2 separate regions of the Mus musculus genome follow, and region 1 is linked to region 2. A link is a contact called in public Hi-C data. All regions are on one chromosome and are shown on one strand. Each heading gives the region's core, a stretch centred on a gene start, on an enhancer-like site or on the middle of the called end of the contact. The rest is flanking DNA. Distances are from core to core; before and after follow the strand shown.

The links. A called contact is a pair of places that touch in the nucleus more often than the background predicts.
Region 1: a Hi-C map of the N1E-115 cell line shows a contact between it and region 2, with 2.5 times the contacts expected there. The contact joins two enhancer-like sites. A contact is called at or near these places in 10 of 484 Hi-C or Micro-C datasets (the N1E-115 cell line, bone marrow-derived macrophages, cerebellum and 4 more) and 1 of 115 datasets of contacts at active chromatin or transcription factors (microglia).

What each region holds. Positions count from the first base shown.
Region 1 is chr13:94,329,731-94,335,105 of GRCm38.p6, reverse strand. No RefSeq gene overlaps it. Among named protein-coding and RNA genes, the nearest start is that of Gm41022, 26 kb to the right of the region's middle. Within about 2 kb of position 2,090, at least 1 of the 459 cell types and tissues checked has an H3K27ac peak or open chromatin away from gene starts, as enhancers often do. A contact at or near this core is called in the N1E-115 cell line, where this site is marked.
Region 2 is chr13:94,208,463-94,214,355 of GRCm38.p6, reverse strand. It overlaps Scamp1 (secretory carrier membrane protein 1), which reads left to right. Exons shown (of 9, transcript NM_029153.1): 7 at 3,678-3,779. Among named protein-coding and RNA genes, the nearest start is that of Scamp1, 74 kb to the left of the region's middle. Within about 2 kb of position 2,220, at least 14 of the 459 cell types and tissues checked have an H3K27ac peak or open chromatin away from gene starts, as enhancers often do. A contact at or near this core is called in the N1E-115 cell line, where this site is marked.

The DNA of each region.
Region 1 (5,375 bases), core at 841-3,340, 120 kb before region 2:
ACGCCCAGCCTTGATGCTATTTTTATGTTTGTGTAACTATCTTCTTTTGGGTTTGTGGAAAAAAAGGTTACTTTCTTGCTTTTTCTAGGGTGTAGTTTCCCTGCTTGTGTTGGCGTTTTTCATCTATTATCCTTTGTAGGGCTGGATTTGTGGAAAGATATTCTGTAAATTTGGTTTTGTTATGGATAATCATGGTTTCTCCATCTATGGTAATTGAGAGTTTTGCTGGGTATAGTAGCCTGGGCTGGCATTTGTGTTCTCTTAGGGTCTGTATGACAACTGCCGGAATCTTCTAGCTTTCTTAGTCTCTGTTGAGAAGTCTGGTGTAATTCTGATAGGTCTGCCTTTATATGTTACTTGACCTTTTTCCCTTACTGCTTTTAGTATTCTTTATTTTGTGTATTTGGTCTTTTGAATATTTTATGAAAGGAGGAATTTCTTTTCTAGTCCAATCTATTTGGAGTTCTGTAGGTTTCTTGTATGTTCATGGGCATCTCTTTCTTTAGGTTAGGAAAGTTTTCTTCTATAATTTTGTTGAATATATTTACTGGCCCTTTAAGTTGGGAATCTTTAATTTCTTCTAATTTCTACCTATTATCCTTAAGTTTGGTCTTCCCATTGTATCCTGGATTTCCTGAAATGTTTTGGGTTAGGAGCTTTTTGCATTTTGCATTTTCTTTGACTGTTGTGTCAATGTTTTCTATGATATCTTCTACACCTGAGATGCTCTCTTCTATCTCTTGTATTCTGTTGGTGATGCTTGTGTCTATGACTTCTGATCTTTTCCCTAGGTTTTCTATCTACAGGGTTGTCTCCCTTTGTGATTTCTTTATTGTTTTTATTTCTGTTTTTAGATCCTGGATGTTTTTGTTCAATTCCTTCACCTATTTGGTTGTGTTTTCCTGCAATTCTTTAAGGGATTTTTGTGTTTCCTCTTTAAGGGCTTCTAGCTGTTTTCCTGTATTTCTTTAAGGGAGTTATTTATGTCCTTCTTAGTCCTCTATCATCATCATGAGATGTAATTTTAAATTAGAGTCTTGCTTTTCTGGTGTGTTGGGATATCCAGGGCTTGCTATGGTGGAAGAACTGGGTTCTGATGAAGCCAAGTAGCATTGGTTTCTGTTACTTATGTTCTTGCCCTTGCCTCTCTCCACCTGATTATCTCTGATGTTAGCTGGTCTTGCTGTCTCTGACTGTGGCTTGTCCCTCCTGCAAGCCTATATGTCAATACTCCTGGGAGACCAGTTCTCTCTCGGAGGAATTTGGGTATAGAAAGCTATGGCACATGGTCAGCTTCAGGCTGCAGACAGAAATTGGAAGGATCCTGTCCCAGGATGTTCCTTGGTTCCTGTGTCCCAATGGCTCTGAGTGGGTCCCTCTTGGGCCAGGAACTTGAGCAGAAGTGGTGGTCTTACCTGTGCCCACAGGTGTATCAGCACTCCTAGGAGACCAGCTCTCTCCTGGCAGGGTAAGTTCTGGGCACAGACAGAAACCGGAAACATCCTGTCCCAGGCTGCTCCTTGATTCCTGTGTCCTGAGGGCTCCAGTGCAGGTCGCTCAGAGTAGAAGTCATAATCTTACCTGTGCTCACAAGCATTTCAGCACTCTTGGGAGACCAGATCTCTCCCAGAGGTATTTGGGTATGGAGCTCTGTGGCGCAAGATCTTGAAATGATTTCTAAGGCAGGACACAATGGTATGTAACCACCATGGTAGGTGCTATTTTTTACTTAGAGGGTATCCTCTTCTCTGATTGGCTTTCAATTGTACTGTAACATTCCCCCTCTAAAGAGGTAAGCCTAAAATCATTTAGGAACTAGACCAGGGATCAGAGGCCCCTAAAACTTCCAACACTTTCTGGCCTCCAGCCTGGACAGAATAAAGACAGTTTTGGCTTATGGCCAAGGACATGACTTAAGGCTTCCATCCCCAAATGACTGTCACATTTCTAACTCCTATGTTCAACATTCTCCTCTCCATAGAGACAGCCTTAACTGTCATTTTAGGGAATGGGTGACTGAATCTTGCTTCTTTTTGCTGGATGGACTTTTTCGATGTGACCATTGGAATACCCCTCCAGTAGCACTGGCTAGGAGAACTCATCAACCCATTTGTATAACAGCCAGATGTAGGAAGGAGAGGAAACTTTACCTGGAACCGGGAAAGAGATATGAGGGAGACTTAAAGCAAGTGTATTAACTTGACAATCCCAAGGCAGGGAAATAGAAGAAACAGAGAAGAATGTTTAAGAATCCACTAGACTTTCTTGATGGACACACAAGAGCATCAGCCCATCATATTCTTCTTTGTTTGTTTTCCTTTGAGTGCCAAGGCTGAACTTAAGAGAGATGACCAGGAGTGGCTAGTATCAATGTGAGGTTCCTCCCCTCAGGTGGCCTCTGGAGATGGAGAGAGAAGAAACTCAACTATCATTCAACTTTTAGGTTAAAACAATCAAGGGCACATCTCTCTTGGCTGCAAGTAGGCAGTACAGCATTGAATCGGGCCAAGCACATGGTGTCCTATATCTGAGAAGCATTTTCCTTATTAAAAAGAAGCTCATCTGTGAGAAATGATTGTCCAGATAACATATTATAAGGCTTAAAACCTAATGTCTGCAGAATGTGACCCTTCAGACTGTTAAACATAGCAATCATGTTTACCTCTGATTATACTTTCCTGTTGGATGTTTGGGTTCACATAGGTGACCAAAAGTGACCATTTTCTTTTTTACTGCCAAGGCCAGCTGAGGGTTTGTCCCTCATGGATCATCAGGTTTGGAATGAGTCCCTGGATCCTTTAGCTCTTCTTTTTACCAGCTGTTTTATTTGTAGAGAATAAATTGAAGACCTTGCTTGACCCAGGCTTTGCCAGGAAGGCTCCTAAATTTGTAAACTTCTCCTGTGTGAACACATTCAGGTGATATACTGGCAAGGAAGGACAACACAAGACAAAGAACATAGCAAAGCCCACACCCACTGTTAAGGAGTGCTTTAGGGAGCACCCTGAGAGAAGAAAAGGAACAATAAGAATGTCACTTTTATACATTTCATTTTCTGCTATATGGAAGGTTTCCAAGAGAGAGTGTGTTTTCTCTTTAATCACCTTACTATAGCCATTACAGTCAAACCATTTTAAGACATTGCTGAAAGATGGTGACTACACTCTACTAAACTGAGAAGAGTTTGCTCCATCATAGCCGTGACAAGCTGTAGTGGGTCTCCTACAGTGGAGGAGACACAGCATGTGTTATATATCTGAGGGCAAGTGGTAGGACAGCTCCATCGTTCTATCCCTGAAATCAGAAGGAACCAAAACATAACTGAACCAAAACCAAATCTTCCAGTTATACTACGTGTGCAGTCAGTTAAAATGCATACAACAGCTGGTGGTGGCAGGCCATACCTGTCACTCCAGCACTTGGGAGCCCGAGACAGGAGGATGGCTCTCAATTGGAGGCCAGCCTGCACTAGATTGAGTTCTAGGCCAGTCTCAGAAGCATAGTAAGATTGCTTTGAAAGACCAAACAGTAAGTGGACAATAAGCTAATTAATCACATAAGAATCCCTGGCACACCAACACAAGTTTTCTATAGGAGATAAAGTAAAGAAAACATTCCTTTTACCTTTACTGAAATGAAAGAATACTAAGATCAAAATTAAATAGCAAGTATCATTATAATTATACTATTTTGGAGCATCTTTACCAAAAGGAGTTTCATGGGATTTTTTTTTTAAAGATTTATTTATTTATTATATGTAAGTACACTGTAGCTGTCTTCAGACACTCCAGAAGAGGGCGTCAGATCTCGTTACGGATGGTTGTGAGCCACCATGTGGTTGCTGGGATTTGAACTTTGGACCTTCGGAAGAGCAGTCGGGTGCTCTTACCCACTGAGCCATCTCACCAGCCTGGGGACTTTTTTTTTTTTTTTTTAAATCAGTGAAACTTTTATATAACAAGATAGTATTTTACCGTGAGGATATATGGTCCGATTTGATTGTTTTTGCTGAACCCACACTTACTCAAGCCCAACAGTGCTGAAATAGCTATGCTGAAAGCCATATTGATCACTTATTCATAAAAATATAATTCTGGTGGTAATTTGACTGTTTTTAGTACAGGGCTTTATTTTCCTAAGAAATTATCATTCTTAATGAGAAAATCTTACCCCAAATAACTTTGTATTTTGATATGTGGTAGTGAAAAGATTAATCTGAAGTGGCTGGAGGCAAGTCTCCCTGCCCGGGGAGATGTAAGATTTCACTCTCCTCTAATGAGGAGTGAGTCAGAAACGCAGGCTCTTCTCCCTGCTTTTTTTGCTGTTTTCCCTGGCACCACAGTGAGGCACAGATATTGGAATATTGAGCACTTCAGGCAAGAGCCAAGTTAATTTAAATTTTTATTGCTACATTTAGTCCTTGGCTTTAAACAAACCAAAAAAAAAAGAACCCTCAGAAAAAGTAATTTAGTAAATCATGATACCAATCAAATCATGAACCAAATTGCAGTGCCTAGCTCTTCTTGGCTTCCTTTCATTGTTGTCAAGACATACGATAATTTAACTGACTTGCAGTATTTTACAGAGATTGAGTTCAGAATGCTCCCTTGGCAAGGCTGCCTGTGGGGTATGGAGGCAGGCTTGCTTCTCATTGCTAACTGAGACAGTTTTGCAGTGCTTCCTGCTTGCTTAGATGGCCCTTTATTAGCAGTGGTTCTAAGCTCTGGGTCCATGGGCTGATCAATTTGGTGAGGCTCCAGTAGCTGTGTGAGGCAGATCAATGGCTATCAAAAATTCTATGAGTCCTTGGATGAGCTATCAGTGAAATGAAATGTTGGTCATAACGAGGGAGAGAGATGAGCAGAGAGAGGGGAGAGAGGGAGGGAGAGAGGAAGGGGAGGAGGAGGGAGGGAAGAAAGGAGAAGGTAGAGAAGAGGGAATTGTTATAAGGATTGAACAGTGGATGCAGACAAAGAGTCTAGCCTAGTGCTTGCAGTCGTGTGACTCAGAAAGATTTTGCTATTGCTACTACTGTGAAAATGTACTATGTTCACTAAAGGAACACATGGAAGAAGGCAAAATATTTTAAATCAATAGAAATATATTATTTTTCTCTTATCTGTTAGATGTTCATAAAAGAAAATTCAAGTTCAAGATTTCATCTGAAATTTAAAAATGGTTACACTGTCTGAAAAAGTTAAGTGCCATTACATAAGATACAGTCAGTAAAAAGCTAGAGAGGGAGAGAGAGGGAGAGAGAGGGAGAGAGAGAGAGAGAGAGAGAGAGAGAGAGAGAGAGAGAGAGAGAGAGAGAGAGAGAGAGAGAGAGAGACTAGGGCTGCCCGTGTGTTTATGGGGCCAACCACTGGAGCATG
Region 2 (5,893 bases), core at 971-3,470:
GTGTGGACCACAGGATCCTCTGGCCTTCCGCACAGGCTGCAATCCTGAAGCCAGGGCACTCTGCTGAAAACAGGGAAATTTCACTGATCTCTGAGAACCCCAGCACTCGTAAATCAGCCCCGTGTGGCAAGATGAATATCAGTGTGAAACACTTTGAGGACAATAGAGGAGAATATGTGGTACATGTGTATACCCTGAAGAGAAGAACCTACTGCCAGAGCAGAGACTCGCCTTCTCAGGGCAGAGGATAAGAAAGCTCTGGAATAGGTGGGCAGGGGGACGGACGTTGGCTTTTCACAGAGGCAGGTGGGAAGGTCGTCGGATGCTGTGAAAGCAGGAAGGGAACTGTAAGGAACTGAAGATTTTCTCTTACATGTGTTTTCCTATCTGCTGGAGTCTGGGCTTGAGTTTTAGCAAGCAAAACGATTTGGGCCTTGGAAATGACAGTGCTGAACAGGATAAATTTAGGTCAATTAAAAATGGTGCCAGATTTGAAAAGATCCTATTCCACAATCAAGTGGATGGAGCTTCTTCCAAGGTTAATGCAAGGTTAGCTTTTCTCAAATGTCTTACTATGTGGCCCGGGCTGGCCTTGAACTTGGTGTCCTCTTGCTTCAGCCTCCTGAGTACTGTTTATGGGCATGTGTCTCAACACGGGACTTACAGGTTGCTTTTATATTAGAAATCTCACCACATTATAATCTAAAATTTAACAACAGAACGACTATCTTAACTAATATAGTAAAAACATGTGACAGAAATCCAGTGTCTTTTTAGGTTAGGAGAGTGAGTAAAGTTAGAAGTAGAAGCGCGGTTTCTTCCCACTGCAGAGGAAGTGTACTGCCAACGCCTGGAGCGCATAGCCAGGCGCTGTGTGCAAGGCTGAGAGAGCTTTCTGTCTAAGGTCAGGAAATTCACAACATTTCTGGCCAGTATAATTAGGTAAGAAAGAAAAGCATCCAGGTCTGAAAAGAAGCAAAACTGTATTTATAGATCCATAATCATCTCTGTAGAAAATATAAATGGAGATAAATATTCTACCATGGCCCAGAAGACTCCGTGTTCCTAAGGTGTGAACTTTGTCAGTGACCCTGAAGGTCTGCAGCATAACCCCAGTGAAAATCCCAGCGGGCTGTTGTCCAGAAATATGATACTGTTCTTCCAAAGATGTATGGAAATACCAAAGCCTTGAATATTTAAAGCTAGTCTACAAAAGAACAGTCAAGATGGCATACTGATATGTACTCCCTGGTCTGAAGACCTGCTAGAATGTGCCACTAGTCACAGTGATGTCTTCATGTCAACGACATTGTACCATAAAGAGATTAACAGTCTGAACATGAAAATGAGTCCTTCCATATGTAAAAGCCAATTTAAAAAAAATCAAAGCTATTTACTTTTATTATGTGTGTGCACTGTGTGCCTGTTGTGCTGGCAGAGGCCAGAAGAGGGCATCGGGTCCCTTGGAATAGGAATTGTAGGTGGTTGTGAGTTATGTGACTCTTGGCAACTGACCCTCTACAAGGGCAGCTATTGGGAATCTCTCAGCACACCTTGAGGAAGATTCAAAGCTCAGAAAAGGCTGTCTAAGAACCATTGCTGGAACAGTTGGCTATCCTTGTGTGAACAAAATTCAACCATACCTTACTTTCAGAAATAAGCTGGGTTTTTGTTGTTGTTGTTGTTGTTTTTGTTTTGTTTTTTTTTTTGTAATTTTTATGACAGAATAACATGTCATACCATGTTTTCAGAAAGCCAGTTCAAAGAACACACGCACAGATGCAGAGCTGCAAGACTGATGGGGGAGACTTGGCTTTGCTAAACTGTTGTTTGTTTGTTTTAATCCAGTACCAAAAAGAATGAGTAGGCAAATTGGAATTCATAAAAAGGCAAAACTTTTCCTCTGCAGACACTTTTGGGATGCCTCAAATGCAGACATGCTTCTCACACATATGCACAGATTGCAAAGACAAGCCCAGACGACCGGAGACTTTTGCCAAGCTTGTATCTAAGTAAAGGCTGGTATATCCAGAATATTTTTAAAAAACTTTCAAAAATCAAGAATAAAGAAGAAAATTTAGTTAACACACCAGGAAAAGATTTTAACAGTCTAACAAAGATCTATGGATAAAATGAAAAGTTGCTGAACAACAGTGCTCACTAAGAACATGTTAATCACTGCTAAGTATGGCATCAGCTTTGTCAGCGTCTTGTCACTGTAACAACACACACCAGCTGAAGAGAGAGGTCTGCTTGTGATGTCAGCATTGTGAGTCCATGATGGTGGGCATGAGGGGGCAGATCCAGCATGGCAGCCAGGAGGCAAGAGTGGAGCAGGAACAGGAGAGGCAGGATAAAGCCCCCAGCATGCCCAGTCACCTGCTTCCTCCAGTCCCCACCTCTGCCACCTCTGCCACCTCTGCCACCTCCGCCACCTCCCAGCAGTCCACTCAGATTCTGAATCCAGCCTGGGTTTAGGGCTTAAACTACTCATTAGTCCTGATGTAATTTCCTTAGAAAAGCTTGAGGCCTGCTTTACTGATCTCTCCCAGAAGTCTGCCAGCCCAACCCACTTAACCATCACAATTGGACATGCTAATTAAAATGGCTAGGGTTGCACACATGACCACAGCAAGTGTGAATGAGATGCAGAGGACCTGAAAGACTCACTGCAGTGTGAAATGGAGCGACCTTATAAGTCAGCAGTTTCTTAAACACTTAATGTATGTTTACCACATGCATTTATAGGTGTTTACCCATGATAAAAGGAAACCTGTGTCCTTATGAAGATTCACACATAAATGCTCACAGCAGCGTGATTTGTAATAGCAAAAGCTGGAAACGACATGCTTTCCCACCCCAGTGAATAGCACACAACGAGCCAAACACAGACAGAGTCACTGTTAAATGCTGGAAGCAGGCCAAGAAAGAGCATGGACTGCATACATCCCATTCATACAAACCCTAAAAAACAGCAAGCCCGGATGACAGGAGGCTAGGTCAGAGGAGGGAGGAGGGAGGAGGGAGGAGGGAGGAGGGAGGAGAAGCTTAAGATAAGTTCTCAGTGTCAGTGGGGTAAAGTCCAGATAAATACATGTTGATACTTACAAATTACATGTTTTAAGTAGTTTGTGTTGATTCTATAAAGTAGTTCACTAACAAAGGAAAACTGGGGCCTGAAGAGGTGGCTCAGTGGCTAAGAGCACTGGCTGCTCTTCCACAGAACTCAGGCTTGATTTCCAACACACAACCATTTGTAATTCAAGCCCCAGGGGATCTGATCTTTTCTTCTGGCTTCCAGGGGCACTACACACACATACTTACACACAGGCAAAACAGCCACATACAAAAACTAGAAGAGAACTTTTTTTTAAAAGGAAATCTGAACTTTCTGTTGAGGTGGATTCTGGTGCAGCTGGAAGTTGAGTGGAGTGACCCAGGGATGGTCGTGGTTGTTTGCACAGAGGGTTGCTGAAGTAGGCCTTGGGTCCTCTCTCGTTTGCCTCCTTATGGTTTGGCGCGCACGTGTGTGTGTGTGTGTGTGTGTGTGTGTGTGTGTGTGTGTGTGTGAGAGAGAGAGAGTGTGTGTGTGTGAGAGTGTGTGTGTGTGTGTGAGTGTGTGTGTGTGTGTAGGAAAGTGCTGTGAAGACTGACAGTCTCCCCCTTTTCTTTTAAAGGAGCGACAGTTCCTTCAGGTTCTTTGTGTTCTTCTTCGTCTATATTTGTCAGTTTGCTGTCCATGTGCTCCAGGCTGCAGGATTTCATAACTGGGGAAACTGGTGAGTTATTTACTGTTTTTAAGTTGCAAATTTAGGTTTGTATAACTTGGTGTCCTAGTGAGTTAACAGAAAAGTCGAAAGCAAACACAGAAAAACGAAAGTGCTTTGAAAACTCAACTGAAAACGTTCTGGAACAAAACTTTGAAAAAACCTATTCTCTTCAAAGATTATGCTGCGATGTAAAAATCCAGTGTGTGGGGTGTCCGCTTTAAGTCAAACACGAGCGCATTGGGCATTGAGAGGGGCTGTGTAAAGGAGACCAGAGAGAGGGCAGGACAGTGTCTGCAGAGAAGAGCTTCAAGGACGGAGAGAAAGAAAGGGCTTCAGGTTAAGTGTAAAGCATTATTTTAGATAAACATATACATTCTCGCACGCATGCACACGTTTGTATTGGTGTTCAGGCTAGAAGGTAATGCAGACCCCTTTCCTTTTGTCTCCATGGGGGTGGGTACCCCTGAGTGAGTTGATGGGTGGAAGAGGTGTGTCCTTAAAATACCGCCTCGCCTTTCTACCTTAGGCAAACTGCCCTCCTTCCAGCCTCTGCATGCACGGGTGTGCACAGGTGTGCTCTGCTGTGCGTGGCACTGCTGTTTGCCATCGTGTCCGTTAGGTAAAGCTGCAGTGGGCATAGTGGGGGTTGGATTTGTGCTGCCTCTGCATGGGGGTGAGTGGCTGGCAGACAGCTCTCAGCAGTTTGTAAAGCACCCAGTGGGTGCACACTAACAGACTGTGGACTTTAGTTGTTTCCAGTTAGTTCTTGGAAATGGCTTTTAAACTATTATCTTAAATAGTGCTTAGTCTGGCATGTGGATGAGAGGACATGCTTTAAAAATGTACGTTGTAATGGTGTATACACACACACACACACACACACACACACACACACACACAATCATTTCACCAGTTTGTTAATATAAATGTAATAAATGTAGAGAGGAATGTAAAGTTGAATGGGATAGTCTGTGCCTAGGTACCACAGAGTATGCTAATGGAAAGGTCCTGTTTCTGATGTACCTTGTATGATTTAGGTATTTTTAGTTATAATTAGAATGAAGACAATTGTAGATTGACATGTCATTGTAAGACTATAGAGCATTCCCAGGCATCCTTCACTCAGTCCCCAATAGTATAAAATACAGTAAGATACAAAAACAAGGACCTTAACATCGACAGAGCATTGCCATCACTGAAGAGTCCTGCTGCTTTGTGTATGGCCACTCTGACTCCTGTCCCCATCTGCCTTCACTCGTGGCATCCATTCATAAGCTATTTATTATCACTTGTGTTATTCTGTCATTATAAGATGGTTATATAAATGGGACCAGACAGTTACAGATGTTGGCTTCCCCTCAGATATAAGTAGCCCTAATTTATCATTTAATTTTTCTAGGTTTTATTTATTTGTATTTTATGTGTAAGAATGTTTGTCTGAGTCTGTGGTCTGTGCATCATGTGTATGCAGTACTCATACAGGCCAGCAGAGGGCATCAGATCCCCAGGGATTGGAGTAAACAGATGTGAGCTACCATGTAGGTGCTGGGAATTGAACCCAGGTCCACTGGAAGAACAACCAGGGCTCTTTATCACTGGTTATCAATATCCAGCTCCTTCCTTTTATTCTTGAGTATATTCCATGGTATGGCTATACCACAGTTTATTTAACTGCTTCCCAGTTGGAAGACACCTAAATTGTTTCCATTTGTGAGTTATTCTAAATAAAACCACTATAAGCATTTGGGGATAGGTTTTCGTGCACACACAGCTTTCATTTCTGTGATTAACAGTATATTTATATTTTGTTAATTCACTTAGAAATCATGTGTTATGCTTTTTAAAGAAATTGACAAACTTTCTAGAGAAGCCATACTATTTTATATTCCCTCTAACAGTTGTGAGAGATTTTGGTCCAGATCTTGTGATCTGTGAGTGAGTGGTGTTACTGTCTTTTATCTTAGCCAGTCTGATGGGGGGTGTGTGTGCATGTGTGTGTGCGTATACATGTGTGTGTGTGTGTGTATACATGTATGTGTGTGTACGTGACATAGTATATTAAAGAATACAGTCATTTGGGAGCTCCGGGGCTCAGGAGTGTGTTTTGCTTGCAGACACAGACT